Linked DNA regions of Danio rerio: all the other regions are linked to region 1. A link is a contact called in public Hi-C data. All regions are on one chromosome and are shown on one strand. Each heading gives the region's core, a stretch centred on a gene start, on an enhancer-like site or on the middle of the called end of the contact. The rest is flanking DNA. Distances are from core to core; before and after follow the strand shown.

Region 1 (3,586 bases), core at 630-3,129:
TATGTGCATAAAATAAAAAGCGAAAGTCGATGGCCGGTACTGGGTCCGCAGAGTTTAACTGACTATTAAGCAGGTTTTAGTAAGAGGTAGTTGGAGCTTAGCTTTACAGAGCTGTGACCCTCCAGGAATTGAGTTTGAGAATATATTGTTCTAAATAGTGAAACCATATTATACACCAAAGACTATCAAAATACAACTTTGTCCAACTTCATAGTCAATTAAATAGTGCTATTGTTGTTTATTACATGCAATTTTAGACAGAATATTCAAAGTTGCATGGTAAACAGTATAGACACCCTTTCTCTCTCTCTTTATTCATTCCTTCATTGACTTTCTTTTCGGTTTAGTCCCTTTATTAATCAGGGGTTGCTACAGAGGAATGAACCACCAACTTATTCAGCATATGTTTTACGCAGCGGATTCCCTTCCAGCTGCAACCCATCACTGGGAAACTCTCCCTTTTTTTAACCTTCAAATACTAGGCATTTTCAACTTCCATTGTTACAACACACATAAATAAAAAATTAAATGATACTAATTGAAATGAAACACATTCGGGGGGTCAATCCATATAAATTGACAGACGTTTAGAGAGCTTTGAGGCACTTTTCGGTTTGTTTGTTTTACATGTTTTATGGGTTTACTATAGACACCATAGACTGTAAAAAGATAGGGATCCTGTCACATGTTGTCATTGTTCAAAAATAAACAACTGTGGGAATATTTTTTATTGTTTTATTTTTTTTTTATTAACCATAAGTTAAAGTACAAACCATGACGGCATATTCAACAGTCCAATACATATAGTATTAGAGTTGATTTAAAAGTACATGATTGGGAACAAAACACACACACACACACACACACACACACACACACACACACACACACACACACACACACATACACACACACACACACACAAATAAAAAATAAAACTCATTTAAAAAAAGGAGGTTGGGGGGGGGGGGGGGGGGGTGAGAGTCTTAATCAAGTAATATAAACGAGTCCAAGGTGTGTGAAAGTTTACGGGCATTTCTGTTCGTCATGAAGTGAGAAGTCCTTACAAACATCTTCAGATCATTCCTCCATCCATTAAAGTGGGGTTTCACCTTTACAAATTTGCATCTATGAATGAAGTGTTTAGCTAGAATAATTAGATTATTTACCAAAAAGTCTAGGTCCTTGCCCTTTAAAAATATACCAACTTTGAAAGTGTATATTTGTCTTTGTTTGTAATGCAGCCAGTACTGAAACTCCCTCCATAAATGTTTTTAGAATTTCACATTGAAAAAAAAAAATGTTCTACAGTTTCAATATCTTTCTCACAAAAGCTGCATGAATTGTTTTCCCAGTTAAACTTTTGATGTAAAAAAAAAATATTAGATGGATATAAAGTGGGAATGTAAACTTTACCTCAATCTGGAGCGGATCCTGAAGCCCGGAGCAACACCACCGGGTCAGCTTCTGGCCTGCAGACGGCGCTGCTGCTCCTTCTACAGACATTCTGCATTGCTCGGCCACCCCAAACCTTTATTAAACACCTGTTATTCTTATGACAGAAGAGTTCAATCACAAATCTAATGCTATTTAAGGTGTTAAAGTTTAAACAGCGAGTGTAATTAACATTCTAGGCCTAGTTTTATAAGCAGATGCACCGCCGACAATGTAAATCTAGCTAAACAAAGACTAGAACAGATTTTAAAAAACAAACCCAAGATGTTCGCGTTTATATGTCTATTTGAGGTACGATAGGTAATGATATTTGTGAAAATATTGTGGTAATTTGTGAAAATTCATACCGAAAGCAGCGCTGACAGCTGAGGGTTTAAACGTCTGGTTTGTTTACCCCAGAAACGTCACTAGACAAGCCTCGCCCCGTACTCACCACGCATGCGCGTCACTTTATGAGTTATTTTAAGTCAGAAGTATGGTTTGGAAAATGTATTACTTAAACGTTCAATATTCGTATTATTATATGCATTTTTGCTAATTTATGCGCAAACGTTTAGAAAATGTCTATCGTGTGTATTGAAACAGCGCATGCTCATAGTTTGAGCTGACCGGAAGTCCTTATTCTCGTACGAAAAATAATTATTATTCAAATTGTACTACATTCTGGCGTGATCACAGTGTTTCTTTCGCGTTTTCTGTACTAATGAAGCAGCGATCAGTTTGCTTGCTGTTTGTAACACACTAACGCATTCATCTTAGCCGTCTAAATCAGCAGTAAGTAACATCTTGAAGTTAGTTACTAAATGACAGAGTTTGTATAGATCATGTAAAGTATGGAGAGAGCAGCGCATGCGGGATCAAGATAAGCTTTAGAACAGTTGCATGCACTTTATGTCCTTATTTAACCAGCATTCACTTTGATTTTTAATTAAAATAGGTGTTTTGTTCTGCACAGATCATGCCAGGCTTTGAGCTGGAGCAGGTGGACGGTGGCAGTCCTGTGGATCTGCCCTATGGAGAGACTGTCCTGGGCAGAGGGCCATTTCTAGGGGTGCAGTACATTTTCACCTATATGGCTTAATCATATATGTATTAAATTATTTTATGTGTTCTTAACAGTGTGCCAGTTATTAGGTTTAAGTTGATAACATGGGTGCCAACTTGGAAGTACAAGGTTCTGTTTGCTTTCTAAGCAGATATAAGATCTAGAGCTGTGAAGTTTTTACATTCTGTATAGTAAATATTATATGGGGAAACAAGTCTCTTTGATGCATAAAAATAACAGAGACATGTATGTTTATGTAAATTTATTCTAAATGTGCATTATTAAAATCCTCTCAAGTTTGTAAGTGGGTATTTTAGGAGTAAAACAAAGAACAAATGCAGATTGTCTTCATAATTATATATATATATATATATATATATATATATATATATATATATATATATATATATATATATATATATATATATAAAGCTTTTTTATTCTTAATTTTCTTCTAATTAAGCATACAAGGCAATTATAAATATATTTATTTATTAATACTATTTAAGCAGGCATTATTTAAGCAGGAATATGGTGGTTAATTAATCACATTATTGCTCAAACTATTTAAATTTCATTTGATTTAAAGCAGCTATACTGTAAGTGATCGATAACATGCTAATGTTTATTGTTGTAATCAGGACCCAACAATTAAATTGTTGGCTATTTCACCGTAAAATGTAAGACTTTTTAAAGACATTAAACCTGCAAAAGTAAAATATTTTGGCCCGCTGAATGTTTTCTACTTGTTACTTTAGGGCAGAGTTGCTCAAAGTTGGCCCATGGTAAACTTTGATTTGGCCATCCCATCTGAGAAGAGATTTAGAACGAAGGTTGCATCAAATGTCTTCAACACAGATGGACATTTCTAATTTAACGTAACCTTTTGTTTGTTTGTTTAATTGTTGAGCTACAAAAAAGTCAACAGGAATTAAATGTTTCAATTAAATGTGCATGAATCAGATTTTTGAAAATGTAAATACTGTCACTCGAAGATAGAGGACAACACCTAAGTCATCGGCGAACAAATCAAGCCAAAGGCAGGTTCAGCTTGACTTGTGTATTCAGCATTAAACAGCATTGTGT
Region 2 (3,415 bases), core at 744-3,243, 140 kb before region 1:
TTCTTGTTGCGAGTGCTCACCACTGAGACATTGGCTTGAAAAATAATGTTTTTAAAAACCTAAAAAACCTATGGCTGCTTGCTGTCTGCAACATATTCCCACTTGAGGCTTTCTCCACAGCTATGAAGAACAAACCTTTTCTTTTTTTATCTTCAATTATCTAGGAACTTGTCTGTTAGATTCAACTAAAAGAAATGAAATATACCTTTTTCTAATATAATTATGTATTTTATGTCATAATTGTATTATTATGTATTTAATTAAAATTTAATTTTATTCAATAATTATATTATTTTCATTATAATTTTTCATGTGTGGGTCAAAATTCAAATGACTTGTATGATAGATATTCTCCTTTTACTCAATGGAATTTTCTGACATGTTTTTGCACTAAAAATGTTCAATAAAAATATATTTGAAAAGAAAAAAATACCCCTTAAAATGCACACCACATAATTACTTACACTAAAAAAATGTCTGCAAAGTTGTTGTAAACAATTTATTTGTGTTGAATTTAATCAAGCAAGTTAAATTTAGTAATATTTAACTCATTTGTTTAAATCCAGCCCAAACAAATTGTTTACAACCACTTAACTTTAAAATATTTTAGTAAATTTAAGGAATTATCTTTGAATAATGTTTTTTAGTGTAGCACTACTTGGCACTACTGTTTAATTAGTGAAGGCAGTGTGAAAGTAGGGTCTCCTCACTGAAATTTCTGGAGGTCCCACGACAATCACGGCTCCTGAGAATCATCACCATCTTTCTCCCAGCAGCGATGGCCCTGTGTCGGAGAGGTGAGGGTGTTTTTTTTTTTTTTTTTTTTGCCAAATTTAACTTCAGCCCATGTGCTGAGAGTCAAATGTGTTCATTTGCTGCCATCTAGTGGACAAAAGAGGCTCTTGCGATCATAACTTTTTAATTTGCTGGTGAAATAAGAATCACTAGTACAAGTACATGAAGAACAAAAACATGTCTGCAACAAAAATGAAATATGTATTTTATATTTTTAGAAACAATTAAAACTATATGTATTTTCTAGAAACAGTCAAAGTAGGTTAACCTACATCGGAAATTACTGTCTTTGAAAGTTATTGTTATAGGTTTTATTTAAAAATATATGTTTTAAGAGTATAAAGACAACTGAAGACAATTAGTCTTAAGCTTCAAAGTTAAGCAATGCAATCTCGTTAAATGCTGTAAGCTTGATGAAATCCTTTCAAAATGAAACTTCCAGAAGAGGGCGCCAAGAGGACGGGTTAGAAAACTTTTCCACTTTTTTTTCTCTGACTCAAATTAGAGAAAGTTTTTTTTTCCTTCTGTTTCTTTTTATTTTGTTTTTATTATTTTTTTAATTCAAAATACTCCAGTGTGTTTGCTTAATTTCATGTTAATGTTGTCCTTTTTGTATATTTTTGTAATGTGTTTTACAATTTATAAACAAAACATTAAAAAAAACTAGAGAATGTGTTTAAATCATAATTATTTTTATCAAATATTTTATTTTACACACATGCAGGGATTTACGTCAAATGAAAAAAATAGCCTAAAATAAAATAGCACATTAGCTACTCTGTCAAACATTATACTGCACACTTCATTATATGAATATATAAATGCATATTACATTTCGGATCATTTCTTAATAAACCCAAAGGGATTAAACTTGGAATGTTTGTGCCATTGTTATTTTATTATTAATTATAAGTTGATAAAATATTTAATTTGATGCATCTTATAACTTTATTGCATAGGCTATTAATATATGTTATTGACTTAATATTACCTTCTTGTCCTAGAATGAAAAAAGCTCAACTTTAATTTGGTCTCTAAAAAGTTCAGAATCCTGCTGATGTATCCATTACGCACCTCTTCGCTTTACGTCTCCTTTAAGAAGCCCAAATGCTCTCTTCTCCTCCTCCTCCTCCTCCACCCTCTCCACGCTCCTCACATCTCATAGAGGTGTTATTGCATTAAGAATAAACCAGCCAAGCGATCAAACACCCGAATGGAGTTTGCTTTTTCACCCTTTGGCAACAAATCTTCGCTTGGAAACAGAAAAGTCAAGCAGGCACCAGACGCGCACTTTGGCTACATTTCGGAGCGTCGACAATTGGATTTTGTAACTTACTGAAATATCCAGCTTTGCGCTTGTTGCGAAAGCTGACCAGGAGTATTTTGGGTGGATTACAATGTTATTGTTCATCACGGGCACTTGAGTTGGGTGTTCGGGAGAGTTTTGAATGCGGTTCGCGGCTCCCCGGACTCGGTGCACTGAGATCCGGACGCGTTGAGAAAAGCGAGTCGGTGACGCGGAGTCCTCATGGCGCAACGGGTGCGTAAAATCAACCAAAGGAGAGAAAAAAACTCAAACGTGGCCGTCAAGACTAATTTTGTTCAGACGTTGATAAAACAAAGGACATAATTACAGTCAGATGACATTTAATTCCTCGAATGAATCGTGTGTGCAAATTTATACACCTATAGTTGTTTTGGAAATGCCCACAGCAACAAGTGAAAACATCAGTTTATTTCTTCTAGTTTTTGTTTTATGATTTTTATTTTAATTTACGTGACTTTTAAATCAGTTTTATTTTTTATTTAATTATATTTATTGCAATTATATTAGGCTATCTTAAAATAATTCCATATTTAGCTGACAGCCAAAAGAGTAACTTGATGCTCACAGCCTGTTCATAACTCATATTTCTGTCGATGGATACTTGTGCGAGAACGATTTAATGCTACAAAACATCGATATTAATTTCAGCAATTATTTTTAACCGCAGTAAAAACATTACGCTGTTATACACCTACTAATGCATATTTTGCATTATGAAAGCATATTTTGGTCAACAAATAAAAACAGAGTTGAAATAAAACCAAACATATTTCATTTTAATTTAAGCTACTTTCAAAATTTAGGGCAAAATTACATTTTAAATTTGACATTGAATAGAAACCTGTACCGTCCATGTGTTTTAGTAAAAATGCGAGCAAAATTTTGTAAAGTAGCCTAATAATTATGTTTTCATATATTCCTTTGTGCGTCTTAATTGGCACATTTGGAATTCAGAGATAGCCTGTACATTAAAACACATCCACGTTTAATCAAGCTATTTAAACTATATGATTAGCTTTTAACGCTCAGTTTATCACCAAATAAACAAATACTAAGACTTTTCTTCACACTCTTGCTGTTAAATCAACATTTGCAAAGATGTGCGTACAGCAAAGTCTCCGTGTGATTTTTAACGTCCCCGCTTTGAATTCTCCCAGTACGAGGATCTGGTCCACTACGGCATGGATGCGGTCGGGATCCCGTCTCCGATGTACGGGGATCCTCACGCGGCCCGAGCGATGCAGGCGGTTCATGTGAGTCACGGGCCGCCGCTGCACCCGTACCCGCACCCGG
Region 3 (3,746 bases), core at 358-2,857, 210 kb after region 1:
TGTCAGCAGGCATCGCATGGACGAAGGTGCATGGCACAGTATGGTATGTGCGTATGTGTGTAAAATCAGTACATTAGCAATATATATACATATATATTCGTGTCATTCATAGATAACAGCCTTCAAGCAGATGTCAGAGAATGAAGTGAGAGGATCCAGTCAGCCCCAGTCCTTCCTGGCTCAACAGAGGCAGTCTGCTACACTCAGAAGGGTCCAAACTAATATAAAACGATGAATTTGCTCATAATCTCGAGTCTGTACATAGCGCCTTGGTGAGACACGAGCTCCACCTGCTGGTTTCTGAATGTATTTGCATGCACATATTAGTTTTATCCTGTAGTATTTTTATTAAAAGCCGTCGATGCAAAAATATTTGTTTATTTGGGTTTTGTGTTCTTTTTATATACAGTTTTTGTAATTTATTAAATTTTATTTATTGTATTTGTAATTAATTATTTGATTTATTAAATATAGCCTAAACAAAAACAAGACCTCGGGATCACTTGTTTACTCGTATCTTCTTATTTTACATACCCCAAATTCAGTAAATGTGAGTAAATAAAACTGAAGTTTTGCCAAACACTACATAATGTTCTCTGGTATTATTTTCGGAACAAAATTCATTACATTTCAGTGTTCTGCAGACTCATATGTCATTATAGTTTAACTATTTTTGAAGTGCAAAATAAAATTACGCTTTTCATTTATTTTACTTACAGAATGATCCCGGTAAAATGCTTTAAATGCATATTTAGGCCTACATAATACTTGGGTCTTTGCGTTTGTTGAATTATCTGTTATTATAAACGCGATCCTCTAATTTAGCTTAATCTTTTACATCTTTGTCGTTGCTCTTTATAAGTGAAATGAAAAGTCTCGTCACTTTGTTGCTCTTTGTTTGCTTGTTCCCTTGGGAAAGTGTTTTCCTGAAGGTCGTAAATATGATTCAGGCTTTTTGTCGTGTATAGTGTACCTGAAGTTAGGGAAAACTTCACACCTGAGCTCAACATCTGACTTCAGGTGAGAAAAGCCTTCAGTACCGTGAGAAAGACACCTTTGGGCAGCCATAAGTAGTGATTATTTTGTATAATCGTTTTCATGCTGAAATTAAGATCATTTTATCACCTTATTATTAAGGTTATTGTTTATTGGATAAATAGTCTAATTCTTGTCTTGGTAATTGGAGCTATATGTGTTTTATTTTTTGAGAAATAAGGGGAAATTGCTGAATAGAAATAATTCGTTTCTTTGTCATTCTAGCCTATAGGTGCTTTTTCTTGTGTAAATAAAAAATGCTATGTGCTACGATTAAAATGTAAGCTACTGAAAGGGTAAAAAAGAGTCTGGAATTGCGTTAAAATATTAGGCTAAAATAAGGACAAAAACTCGTTCCCACGACATGGTTAAAAAGAGATGAAAGGTGCACTTCTCACTGCCTCACGAAACCTCACCTGCCACTGACATCCATTATTGGCTCTTCCTGTGTCTTAACATGTTTCAAACAGCTATATTCACCCCATAATAAAACAATGATGACCATGAAAGCACCTGTTGAGTATATAATGCTCAGCAATGTGTCCATGTCTATAACGACAGCAAGGTGACCGAACGAAACCTTGAACCGCAAGATTTTTCAACAAATAATCGACTATATGTATTTTTAGAGAGAAATAAATTCCCTCTCTTTTTTTTTTTGTAAAATTCTATAATTTAGCTAAAATGACTTTTCAGGTCGGCTTTTTTGTGCTGTTGTCAGTCACAACAATTGGCGCTTTCCCGCGCAATGCATTTCAGCGGGAATTTCACCGACACGTGGCGAAAGACTTTGAATCCTCCGGGAATGGACCAGACGAACCTGTTCGGGGATCTGTCCGAATTGTCAAACTAAACCCTCATTTTCTGCGCCGGGCCGCCGTTAGTCATGTGCCGTTCAGAAATTCACCAAGTCGAGGCGCGTTTCCCGCGTTCTTGGCCCTCGGACGTCCGGGCCCCGCAATCCTGACCCATAGCAAACCTGCGCCTCAGGTGAGCAGCAGTGCAGACAGGAGGAAACAAGGGCTCGAGATGTGGAAGAAAGTGGTGCACAAAAGCGAGCGAAAAAAAGAGGCAGTGGCTCTGCGCATCAATCCCAAAGACATGAACAAACAGAGCTGTGCCGCAGTTCCCTTTACACAGGTATGAGTAGCTTTATTACTGTTCAAAAGAGTTTTTGGTCAAACTCAATAATGTCAGAAATATTTAATTTCTAAATGATTTTAATTCTGCAAAGTCTAGAATACTGATCTATATGATATTTGAATATCATAAACATTATACATTTAATTTATAACTTATTATATACCCTAGGCATACATAATATTCTTTATTATAATATAGCCTAAAGTATAAAGGTAATACGATGTTAGTATATTATATTGTACATGTGTTAACTCTACTAACCAATTGAGCACACCGCGTCAAATTTTGGGTTTTATTTTATTTCAGTTTAATTTAAATGACACTTTTTAATTCAATGGTTGGTATATATATGACCCAACGCAACACGATATTTTAGTGTAGTGGTTATGTTTTTCGATGTAAAAAAATAATACTAACCCAATAAATTGCTGTCCTGAATGGTATGCAATTGCATTAAAATCAAACTACTGCACCTAAAAATCTCAATGAATCAAATCGAAAATTTGATTCATTAAAAACTAAAGTTATTTTGAAGGATGAAGTTAGCAGATGATCATTAAGCAGATGAGTTTACAATAAATAACAATAAGTTACAATACATAAAAACAATAAATACATAAATTACAGTAAATAAAATGTAATAAATTACAAAAACTATTTTAAACGAACACAAAACCCCCCAAAAAACTAATATAAGCAGATCCTTAAGCAAACATGAGTTTTTTTTTTAAACATAATGACGGCATTTTATATTGAGACCACAACATGCCATAAACATGATAAGAATAATAATTAAGCTGATCCTTTTTAACAGTCCGGTTTCTTTAATTTTGACAAAAATAATTATATTTCTCTTGATATCAATTACTTAATGCAATGCCTATTATTTTTATATCACTTTTTTCTATTACTTATGTGTTGAATAGACTTTTTTATTTTCTGTTGACAGCGCATAACGGAGGAGGGCTGTGAGACGGTGACCGTTCACAATAATCTCTGCTACGGTCAGTGCAGCTCCATGTTCGTGCCCTCCAGCGGAGGCTCTCACGGACAACAGAAAGCGCAGTGCACGCGCTGCGGCCCCTCTAGAGCGCGCTCCGTGCTCCTGCACCTGCGCTGCGGGTCTGAGGTGCGGGAGAGGCGCGTCCTGATCGTTGAGGAGTGCAAGTGTGAAACCAGCAGCGAAGAGGCCAAAGTTCAGAACACAGATATGTTTAATTTATAACAGTCATTTTAAAGTTTATAAAAATCGTAAAGGCATTGCTAATATTTAACTCCAGAATTATTTAAAGCAAAAACGCACATCAGTGGAAAAGTTCTCAACCAGGGCGCGTGACAATAATATATAATAAAGTGATAAGAGGAGCCTCTTAAACATTAAAATAAAGTCGGCACACCTCAGCCCCTCTCTGCATCTCTACAATATTTTAATTACGACCTTTCTGTGCAGAAGTTAGTAGTTATTTAAGTTCAATAATGTTGTGTGTGTGTGTGTGTGTGTGTGTGTGTGTGTGTGTGTGTGTGTGTGTGTGTGTGTGTGTGTGTGACTAATAGCCACATCTAATGGC

Evidence for each region. Hi-C and Micro-C count contacts between places; a contact is called where the count stands out from the background.
Region 2: a Hi-C map of hematopoietic stem cells shows a contact between it and region 1, with 1.9 times the contacts expected there. The contact joins the promoter of meis1a here to the promoter of fbxo48 in region 1. A contact is called at or near these places in 2 of 18 Hi-C or Micro-C datasets (hematopoietic stem cells and an unstated tissue).
Region 3: a Hi-C map of hematopoietic stem cells shows a contact between it and region 1, with 4 times the contacts expected there. The contact joins the promoter of dand5 here to the promoter of fbxo48 in region 1. A contact is called at or near these places in 2 of 18 Hi-C or Micro-C datasets (hematopoietic stem cells and an unstated tissue).

What each region holds. Positions count from the first base shown.
Region 1 is chr1:54,936,306-54,939,891 of GRCz12tu, forward strand. fbxo48 (F-box protein 48) reads right to left here and starts at 1,880. Exons shown (of 5, transcript NM_001328025.1): 1 at 1,803-1,880; 2 at 1,417-1,552. The coding sequence starts at 1,506. It overlaps aplf (aprataxin and PNKP like factor), which reads left to right and starts at 2,066. Exons shown (of 11, transcript NM_001366252.1): 1 at 2,066-2,229; 2 at 2,411-2,506. The coding sequence starts at 2,414.
Region 2 is chr1:54,799,246-54,802,660 of GRCz12tu, forward strand. meis1a (Meis homeobox 1 a) reads left to right here and starts at 1,994. Exons shown (of 13, transcript NM_131897.2): 1 at 1,994-2,335; 2 at 3,280-3,415. The coding sequence starts at 2,324.
Region 3 is chr1:55,148,563-55,152,308 of GRCz12tu, forward strand. dand5 (DAN domain family, member 5) reads left to right here and starts at 1,608. Exons shown (of 2, transcript NM_212969.2): 1 at 1,608-2,175; 2 at 3,128-3,746. The coding sequence starts at 1,720. The coding sequence ends at 3,403. si:ch211-145g9.7 (a long non-coding RNA gene) reads left to right here. Exons shown (of 5, transcript XR_012382246.1): 4 at 1-26; 5 at 113-583.